2 separate regions of the Mus musculus genome follow, and region 2 is linked to region 1. The links are chromatin contacts, called in public HiCAR-type maps. All regions are on one chromosome and are shown on one strand. The core of a region is the stretch at or near the end of the contact, and the rest is flanking DNA. Distances in the headings are between cores, read along the strand shown.

The links. HiCAR-type assays count read pairs that join an accessible place to other places.
Region 2: a HiCAR-type map of astrocytes shows a contact between it and region 1, with 5 times the contacts expected there. The contact joins the promoter of Ipo11-lrrc70 here to the promoter of Srek1ip1 in region 1. A contact is called at or near these places in 10 of 39 promoter capture datasets (the 3T3-L1 cell line, the C10 cell line, the HPC-7 cell line and 5 more), 5 of 115 datasets of contacts at active chromatin or transcription factors (astrocytes, double positive thymocytes, embryonic forebrain and 2 more) and 1 of 9 other capture datasets (liver).

What each region holds. Positions count from the first base shown.
Region 1 is chr13:104,815,443-104,820,737 of GRCm38.p6, reverse strand. Srek1ip1 (splicing regulatory glutamine/lysine-rich protein 1interacting protein 1) reads right to left here and starts at 3,568. Exons shown (of 5, transcript NM_026075.3): 1 at 3,372-3,568. The coding sequence starts at 3,384. It overlaps Cwc27 (CWC27 spliceosome-associated protein), which reads left to right and starts at 3,785. Exons shown (of 14, transcript NM_026072.1): 1 at 3,785-4,051. The coding sequence starts at 4,010.
Region 2 is chr13:106,832,848-106,838,231 of GRCm38.p6, reverse strand. Ipo11-lrrc70 (Ipo11-lrrc70 readthrough) reads left to right here and starts at 1,930. Exons shown (of 4, transcript NR_165805.1): 1 at 1,930-2,020. The region is part of intron 27 of Ipo11 (importin 11); the gene reads left to right. Lrrc70 (leucine rich repeat containing 70) reads left to right here and starts at 1,930. Exons shown (of 2, transcript NM_001378597.1): 1 at 1,930-2,020; 2 at 3,396-4,513. The coding sequence starts at 3,668. The coding sequence ends at 4,243.

The sequences.
Region 1 (5,295 bases), core at 2,319-4,818:
CAAGATACTGTCCCCCTAGTTATGGGGACAAGGAAAGAGCCTATGAAAGGTTAAGTGGCTTAAAGAGAATTACAAAATCCACAGATTGCTGCCCCTCAGGAATGACAGAATGAGACATGATTCATGAACACTATTTTAGCAGCCACGTGTGAGAGGAAAGACGTTACCTACAGTTTGACTGAGGAATGAGGAAAATTGGCTGTGGTGTGACTTCCCACTTCTGTTATTACAAAGATGCTTTGGCAATATGCTGAAGGGATGTGAGACAGGGATGCTGACCCTGCCATTTCATCCTCTGCCCTGGCTACACAGACAGAACAAGGTCAGCATCTGCACCATCCTTCTCGGCAACACATGCTGCTACTTGAACCAGGTCAACTCTTGATGGAGAATGGAGACTTACTAATACAACTTCAACAGCTGGGCTAGGCTGAACAACTGTGAATGAGCAAAGAAATGTTCCAAAGAAAGTAAACTTCACTGAATCCTATGTTCAATGCCATTTGTCAAATGACTAAGTGTCTAAGATTTTTTTTTCCCGAAGATCTTCAGTATCTCATTGTTACCTACATAATAGTTTAAGCTGGCATTCAATGTGGTGGAAACACGTGACCACTGAAGCAGACAAGGCTGGTGGCTTCTGAAAAGCAGCCTCATTACTCTATAGTTATACCTTATAATAACCAGGAGCACAATCACCCCAAGCTGAATCCATCACACCTAAAATAAAAGAGCATGACACAATACTTGTCCTTCTTGATGATCACCTCAATGGAGCCCCATTTTCCTTCCGTGCAGCATCTGGATCGATCATCCAAGAAATTATCTTAACATCTTCTGTATCTGCACTTTCTAAAGCAGTTGCATTGTGCGTTTGTGCCACCTGTCAAGCCTATTATCTTGATTTTTTTGGGGGGGGTGGGTTTAAGCAGTTTATGTAAGTCATTCCATCTGGCTTAATGACACAATTTATTATTATGCTTTGAAACATTATTTTGAATTGAAAGGTTAACATTTTTTTTAACACTGGTCTCAAGTTTAAGAGCATCTCAAACAAAGCTAGAAGAAAAATCACTTTTTGTCCCTTTTCTTCAGGAGCAAATTATCATTCCTAAAGTTTTACGGTGTGTCTCCTGGTGTGTTCATACTCTACCAGTGCTCCAGCGCCTGCCCAAATGATGGGCAGTGACAGCAGGCCAACTCTGGGTGCAACTGTGTGATGCAGAGGTCACCAGAGCCTCACGAAATGCTTAGGCAAGTACTGTGCAGGCTCGTGGTTCTCAGCTCTTTCCTTTACATGCTATTATTCCTAGACTCCAGTCAGGTCTTCCCTTCACACATTACCCACTGTGTCTGCACAGTCCCTCACACTTTATCCTTTTAGTCCTATAATAAGTGTTGGTTTTGACTCTGACTTCTTGTCCAGTATTCTGTTTATTCCCATGCTATCTATGGGCCATTTCCATCCCGGGCCAGATAGACCTCAACACAAGTTCCAGACTGACCTTACCACCATCTCTCAACTCTGATCTTGAGGGATGTCTTCCCAGTTATGAGGCCTCCTCAAATGAGCTAATGTCAAAAACCAGGTTAATCTCATTTCCTACCCACACCAAAGCAATTAATTCTTAGTGATTCTACCACCACCACCACCCCCCCCTCCAAATTAGCTGCTTCTCTCTTAATGAGTCTACATCCTCAATGGTAACATAACTGACCAGAATCACCCTTAAGTACCAACAACGCCTCTACATTAACTAACTCTCCTCTAGGTCACAGTATCCTAAAATGTAATTTTTCTTAAAGCTGTTAAGTGTTTTCCTACTGTCTATTAACATCCTAACACTTTGTTTTTGCTTGTAAGGTCCTTCAGTCGCAGGGAATCTATTGTGCCATGGATATGTTGGAGAATGCATTTGCATTCATGGTGGCCAAGAGCTTGGATAATCTCCATTAGCTTTTGTAATAGGCAAGTTACTTGATTTCTCCGTCTGTGAAGTGAGACTAACAACAGCTATCTCATAGCAGTGGTTATTAAAGGGAGGAAAAAAATATACAATGTTTGACATAGTATCAGATACATGGGTTACATAGTAAAAGTTAGATACTTTGAATTATCGCTTTAGTTAATTTCTCTTTTCTCTCAGGTTAGCTGATCGTTAGCCACGGCAGGGCTCTTTCATTCCCTCTTTTAGTTCCTCTTCCTTTCTGTATCTGCTCCCTCTCCCTGCAGGTCCCCTGCACTCTCACCTTTCTTTAGCTTTCATCTGGAACATCCTTTTGTACACTCTGGATCCTGTTAGGTGTCCTGTTTTTGCTCGCCCCAGCGTTAGTTCTACTTTCTGTAAATCCCCCCCCCCCCGAATTCTAGGAGAGCAAGGGTTTCTACCATGCTGACTGCCACACACTCAATAAATGTAGTCACCTCTCTTTTCACAGCTCCTGGAGTGCTCCTCTGCAGAAGTTAGGAAGCAGCCCCACCCCGCAACAGTAATCTCTAGAATAAAGTTCAGAAAAGGCTGCCACGGAACAAAGACAGGGGTCAAACAGTAGCGGGAAGGGGCAGTGTTAAGCAAAGTTGGGGCTTCACAAATAGTTTGAGGGTCTTTCCTACAGTACTATGCACTGTGAATCTCCGAGATGCGAGGCGGGTATATCTCTTAAAAACACCTGCTTGATAATAGGGTTTTACAGAAACACATTCTGACAAAGTCGGCTTGGGGAAGTTCTTAGCGGCTCCCCAGTAAACTGGAGCAACAAAAACATCCCCGGAGCTCAGTTTGCCGTTTCTAGGTTAGAAACCTCTGAACACAAAAGTGGAACCTACAAAGAATCTTAGATCTAATTCGAGAAAGCACTGTCTTGAAACTGATAGGGAAACTGAGGCCCGGAAGGGCACAGCAGCGGGCCTGCAGCCACATAGAAATTACAGGCTGGAAGTGCTAGAACAAGCCTCAGGTGCTCTTCTTGGCGACTTTCAGTATAATGTGTATAGCCACCTGGATTCGGCAAAATGCTCACATTTCGAATTTTATTTTGAAATCGTGTGAAAGTTACAGTCTTCTGGGCAAGTTGTCCCCTTAGGCCTACAGTTCTCATTGTCACCAAGTCCCTTGTCCCTCTTACAATACACTTTCCCTCTAATCCTGTGCAGTTTGGGCTTGTCCAAGAATGACAGAGATGATCTTTCCCTATCTTTCTCACCCCGCTTTGAACTTGTAGTATAAGCTTTTTCATGTAAGCCGACCAAATCTAAATTTTTAGGCCTTCGCCTGATTCCCCAAGTGCTCGCTGCCACCCACCCCCGTGCTCTGGGCTTCCCTGCTCGTCTCATTCCTCTGGAGTGAGAGAGCCCTGCGGTTGACCTTCACCTGGGACTGCCATGATGCAAGGTGAGTGGGATCGTCGGAGTCCTGGGCTTTCGAGATCACGTTAGGTTCAGGTCCGTTGCGAGGACAGCGCATTCCCAAAGGGATCTCTCCCACCCGGCCACTACAACTTCACCGGGCAGGGGAAGGCCCGATGCACATCTAGGGTTGGCGGAACTAAGTGGCTGTGGATGCAGTTTCCAGGGGTGTCCTACCGCGGAGCACACGCGGTCGGAACCATTTCGGCCCGCTTCGGGAGGTGAGTGCTATCTGCAATCGCCTGACCTGGACGCAGCCCCGGGATTTACGGATTGGCCCTTTAGCTCGTATTATAAACCTCGCTACAAATTCTCTAAAGTTGTAGAGGTCCTATAGTCTTTTCTAGTTTCCTGAAGGACAGGGAAGTCCCCCCTCCCGGGGTTAGCGGTGCTCCGGTCCGGGAGCAACATGGCGGCGTCCATGATGGGCTAGTTTGGGGAGTAACTAGTGATTAGTACGGCTGTCTTGTCCGACTCTGACCGAGTGAAGTTTTCCCCCAAATACTCAGGTTAAAGAATTGTGTGCTAACAGGTGGGCCTCGCCGGAGACCCGCCATTCGCTTGCGGCCACACTAAGGAGCGGAGTCCTGAGCACTGAGCAAGATGAGTAACATCTACATCCAGGAGCCGCCCACTAATGGGAAGGTGAGAGCCTTACCTCCTGGACACGGTGACTGGGGGCGGGCAGGGAGGGGCAGCTATCGGGGATTTTAGAGGTGGAAAGACCAAAGGACTCTTCTCCACACCCTGCATATGGCCAGTGTTGCATTTATATTCTTTACGGTGACGTGTCTCAGCATATTTTTGAAAGAGTTCTTGGGCAACCTCCCTATTCGCTAGTCTTCTGACCCCTTAACTTCCTTGATCCAACTCACGTGAGCGCCTTCTAGTGTCTATTGTTTTTAAGACTTATCTCAAGATTGTACACTTTTGCTTGTTGTTTAACTTGGAGATCGTGCATTCTCTACAGTCATTATTGAAGGCCTCTTTGGCACCACGCACTCTACTAGGTGCTGATGATACAAAGGTTGGTATTCTACCTTTATATGTGTGTCTGTATTATAGACACACACACACACACACACACACACACACACACACACACGTATATATATACTAATTCCCTATCTCAGGATTACAGACGTGCATGAACACACCTGCCTTTGCTTGGGAGGTATTGAAGAAGAGATTATATTGCCATGACAGTGATGGAGGGAAAACAGGAAATGATGGGGAAAACATCTTGGAGGAGATATCTTTTGAGATAATTGTCAGTTAGAAGCAGGGGAGGAGTGAGGAATGTTATTTCATAGGAATGGGAGTAGATTCCCTGATAGATTTCATGCTGAGCTATATATTTCTAGAGGACAATATTAATTTTAATGAATAAATGCGTGTAGAGATGAAATAGACTGACCATTCCACAATGCAGAACCTTCACGCTTCATTTCTCTAGTTTGCTATTTTACCTGTTCAAATGTAACAAAGAAGCCTATCAAATAGCAGATCTCAGTGATGCCCTGGGTCTCAGCAATTACCCAGTATTTAACAGTATCTTACCTTGGTTTCTTTCCTATATAGAATGCAAACACTATAGAGTTGAAGATGAGCATCTAGAGCAGTGGTTCTCAACCTGTGGCTCATGACCCCTTGGGTTGAATAACCCATTTACAGGGGTCGAATATCAGATACCCCGCATATTAGATATTTATATTAGGATTCATAACAGCAAGATTACAGTTATAAAATAGCTGGAAATAGTTTTACGGTTGAGGGTAAATACAACATGAGGAACTGTATTACAGGGTCACAGGATTAGGAAGGTTGAGAACCACTGGCCTAGAACATTGCTTTACGTAGAGTTCGTACACTACGAAAGAATAGCTAGG
Region 2 (5,384 bases), core at 681-3,180, 2.0 Mb before region 1:
TGGCTAAACTATGTATAATTATTCAGCTAGAAGACTTTTATTTATTTACTTGTATGTGGACGCATGCGTGAGATAAATATATATGTATGTGTGTGTGTGTATGTATGTATGTATGTATGTATATGTGTGGCACATATATCGAGGGCACAGGACAACTTGAGAGTTGGTTGTGTCCTTTCACCTTGTGGAGACAGGGTCTCTCTTTTTTTCTGCCACGCTGTATACTCTAAGCTGCCTGGCTTGAAAGCTTGTAGACAGCTCTCTTGCTCTCACCTCTGACTCAGAATAGGAGGATGAGATGCATGAGGTGCGTGCCACTGGATCTGGCTTCCTTATATGGTGCTGGGGTCCAACTCAGGTCACCAGGCTTGTATGCCAAGAGCTTTACCTTCTGAGCGGGCTGCCTGGCTCCTAAATCTTTATTTAAATAAAAAATTACGTTATATTCAGATTACTTTTCATGCCAAAGTATTCAAATTAATTCAGACATTCATATAGAGTAAAAAGTAATTCAGGAACATCTACTTTTACTCTTCCGCAACTCATTCCCTCCCTCCCCCCTCCCTCCCTCCCCCCCCTCATGTGTCATATGTAAACACATTGGTGTGTGTGTGTGGTGTACATTTGCACATGTGTTTGAAAACCAGAGTTCATCTTTTTTTTCAAGATAGAGTCTCTTGCTGATTTAGGTAGGATGCTGTCCAGCAGACCTCGGGATCCCCTCCTGTCTCTGCCGTCCCAATGCTGGGGTCTGAGTATATGGAACCACATCAGCTTTTTTGACATGGGTGCTGGTGGTCTGAGCTCAAGTGTTGATGCTTGCATAGTAAGCATCTTACCTACCCAGTCATCTCCCCAGTCTCTTCTCCCTAACTTTTTATCCAGGGATAAACTCTGTTAATAATTTGGTAAGGGAGTTTATGTTACTTTCCAACCCAGGGCATGGCCTTAATTTCCTCAATTAATTGATAGTAATCAGTATTTTCTAAACAAAAAATATTTTTAAAAATTCAAAATATTAGAATATTGTGTTAATATTTTGTTCATCCTAAATTATTTACTAACTTTATGTTCTTTTAAAAATCAATAAGTCTTCAGTAAGTATTTGAAAATAAATAGGACAATGCGCTTAAAAATTCTTGGTGTGGTAGTACATGCCTTTAATTACAGACTCAGGAGGCAGAGTCAGGCAGGTCTCTTATGAGTTCAAGGCAAACCTGGCTTTTATGTATAGAGGGTTCCAGGCTGGCCATGATTACATAATGAGACTCTGTCTCAAATGTTTTTATAAAGATCACTTTATTTTATATACTCCTATTTCAGTGTGCTTTTGATTTAGTGACTGTGATATTGAGCAGGGGAATGTCTGTCAGTAATGTACTTGGCTTCCGATCCTCAACACCTACCTTCAAAATCCAGCTGTGGTCCTAACTCTGGGGAGTAGCAACTGTCTGAGAAACTGTCTGTGAGCTCAGATTGTGAGAACCTAGCTTAACAAGCAAGTTATAGGGTAACAGAGGGGGACACTGGTGTCAATTCTGACCTTCACGCACGCGTGCAGGCATGCACGCACACACAAACACAGAGACAATATGTGTTGTTGATAACTAGAGACTTCTTATTTAGATTTTTGAATACCTCAAGTTTTCAGACATTTGGCTTTAAAATCCTCTTTCAAGTTATAGGAATTACTTAGGTGTATATATTAGGAAAACTGAGTGCGTTCTGAAAAAAAAAATACTTTCCTGAGACTTCCTTTCAACAATACTTTTGAAGCACAGATAAACTTGCTTCCTGTCTCTCAGTTTCCTGTATCCATGGCAACCCCTGTTTTACACATTGGCTGTAGAGGAACCAGTGTGAAGAGTGGCGTTTCCTGCATAGCCATGGCTTTAAAATTCAAAAAACGGTGGAGTGCTGGCGGTCAGCAGTGCCCAGAGGAACTGAGTTAAAGAACGGAGCTCTGCAGAGTTAAAACAAAGCCTTAAAGCCACGTGATGATACGAGTCCCGTATCCTTGGTAAGATTATTTAAGTACAGTTGTTTAGCCGAAAGAACCTGGTGGAAAAGTACAGCCTGCTTTTTCTGTTCGTATTTTCCTAAGTTATTATTTGATGTTAGGCTTCATATAGGTTATGGGGCATGTATCCAAAAATCGTTATCCTCACGTCATTTGTTATGTGTGTCAGAGTCGGTTCTAAAAGTTTATCTTAGCAAACATATTTTAGTTTGTTGAGTTTGAATTATCTTTGCTAAAGAATTGATTTCATAGCTGTGTTAGCAGTTCATACTGTCACCCATAATATGTGTTAACACGCGGTTTTGGCTTATCCTACTTTAAATGGACTATTGAAGTTTCAGTATTTTGATACTTTTGTTTTAAGACCTTTCTGACAATTTAAAATTTTGTCTTTGGAGTCAGTTCTGATGTGGAAAAAGAAGTTAGGTTGGGTTACATGTGGATTTTTATTTTCTCTTCCTTGCCTGTGTTTATTTCTGGTTGCTACCTGCTCTTTTTTTTGTTCGTTTGTTTGTTTTTAATATCATTATTGTTATTTGTATTCTTACCAACTCTAAATGGAAGACAGACTACCCCAGTCCTTTCACATTCCTTAGAATTTTCCTAAAGGTCCAGTTTTTCTGGATTTGGGAATAATGTTTCATGTTAGTGAAATTGGATTATTTAATTCTTTTCCAGAATTCTATTTGGGTAACTATCACGTATGAATATCTTAAAGGCTTTGTTCAGTTAAGCCATTTGTATTTTCTATCTTTAAACAGTTGTATAAATTGCTTAGCGCCTAAGGGGTGATGAGATGTTCATAGTTTATATTTGTGGTCTAACTGGGTGTCTTTTGTTCTAAGGACATTGATTGGTGGTGTGTAAAAGTCTACACTTACCGAGAACTCACCACTGTCCTAGACATAGTTGGTATACTTGTTCTGTTCCCAGATTCTTTTTATTGAACAATAAAAATTTAAGGACATAGATCTCAGACTTTCAATGTCTTATCTCTCTTCATTTTTTGTATCTAGAAAGTAATATCTTAACAAAAGTAACATTAAATGTTGTTACAAATCTTGAGACTGTCTTTAAGTTACCTTTTTGAATCATGACAGCCTTTTGCATTTATCAGTGAGCTATTAATGTAAATTATTCCCTCCTGAAGCGTGTAAAGATCATAAATGTCACTAGGATTGGGTTTAGTAAAATTAACAACCTTAAACATTTGACTTTAACTGAGAGTTATTTTAGAAATTGTAAACCTGATACATTTAGCTTGTTAAGCAATTTATTGTAAATTAGAAACAAGCATCTTAACATAGATAATAATACATTTGAACCTCTGGGAGCATCTTGAAGATCCTTAATCTGTCATTTAATAATCTTACAGAATTACATCCAAGGGTCCCTAAGCCATTGTCTTCATTGACTCCTCTTCAGGCAAATTCCAATTTTGAGAATACAAACTTTTGGGTCTTCAAGAGTGGCTAGCCTCGTCAGCCCTTGCTGTAAACATCTGTTATCAGAATCCCATATCTATGTGTGGCAGAACATTATGTTATATTAAATGGACTAACATTACAAATTGCCTTTACCTTGGACCAATATATCCAGAACTTGGGCTGTAAAATCTCTTCTATTCATCACACGACCACTGCACTAATGATGGCCTGGCATAAAGTAAGCACAAGTGGGAACCCGTTGGAAAGCCCTGTGGCGGAGAGCAGTCGCGTCTGGGAACCGGCCCGAGCTTCCCCGGCCAGTAGACCTTTTCAAGAGAGTACACTTGCTAATGCACTGGAGACGACCGCAGTTGTGTCTGCGCAGACACAGCTCACTTCTGTTACCTTGACCTCGGAAAAAAACACTGCTCTACCAATTGATGCCTCTTCTGTGTCAGGAAAAGCATCTCTCATTTGTACACAAGAAGTTGAGAAGTTGAATGAGGCCTTTGACTTTTTGCTAGCTTTTTTCATCTTAGCTTGTGTTTTAATCATTATTTTGATCTACAAAGTTATTCAGTTTAAACAAAAACTAAAGGCTCTAGAAGACTCAGTGGAAAATAGACTCGAGTATTACAGCTTTTATCAGTCAGCAAGGTACAATGTAACTGCCTCGGTTTGTAACACCTCCCCGGATTCTCTGGAAAGTTCTGGCTTGCAGCAGATTGGACTTGATAAACAAATTGTTCCTGAAAATGGGGCACAAGTCATTCTCTTTGAACATTCTGCTTTATGACTCAACTAAATATTGACTATAAAAAACTCCGTAGTGCCATGTGGCCATAAAATTTAATCCTTCTCATAGAATTATGTTAGGATTGTTCAAGTGTTTATAAATAATTTGAATAAAGTGTATTCGTTCTGCATATATTTTCTTTGATACTGTACCAAGATAAGTAGCCAACTTTCTGGGTACTAACATCATGTTAAATATGCCACAAATCATGTTTATCTCTAAAGTCTTGTAAGGTTGTAATATCTATATTAAATTACACATAAGGAAAAATGGGAGAGAGTTTAACTAATTTTTCAGAATCCTCATGACTTACGGTGTGTTTTAGCTCTGACTTGAGCCGAAGCTTTAATTTTATGCTTTGGTGCTGCCTAGGCACTAAGATTACAGTATTGAAAAACTAGATGTGGTTCCTAGTCTTGCTAGAACTCAAACCCAGAAGAAGACCCACGATTAGTATGCAGTATGCTAAGTGCTGTTCTCGGAAGCACTTTTGAATATGTGGTGATGAAGGGTAACTTTATGAAAAAAATAAGCATTAAAACTATCATTCTGTGCATAGACACACCTCTTGGTGCTCAAGAGGCAGAGGCAAGCAGATTGTGTGAGTTCTAGGCCTGCCAGGGTTATATAGTAAGGCCATGAGCCAAAACCAAGACAGAGCAGCAGCCACAACAAATACACTTTATCAGCAAACAGATTAACCCAGTAAAGAGAGCTGTCAGAAAGGGTACCATGTTAGAAAGATGAATGAACAAGAAAGAATACTGCTTTTCAGGACCTAAAGTCCTGACAAGATTTGCATCTATATAGATAGGTCAATGATTAAAGGCTATTATAATTTCATGCTTTATTCTGAGGGCCACTGGGAGCCCTTGAGAAATTTATCCACTGGAGAGATACTATGGAATTCACCCTCTTATAGAAAAAATTCACTCTTTGTGGAAGGAACAACATTAAGAAGCAGAACTATTAACTGGTGAGAGATGCCAGTGTAGTAGTGGGCAGGATGGATAGAAAGTTACTCTGCCAGTCTGATGACCTGTTTTGGTAATTGATTGAGGGGAGCTAAAAGATGTCCCGCTTTTGCCGTAGGCAATTCTGTACTCCATTCTGGAAGCTAAGGGATGATGTTGAGGCGGGT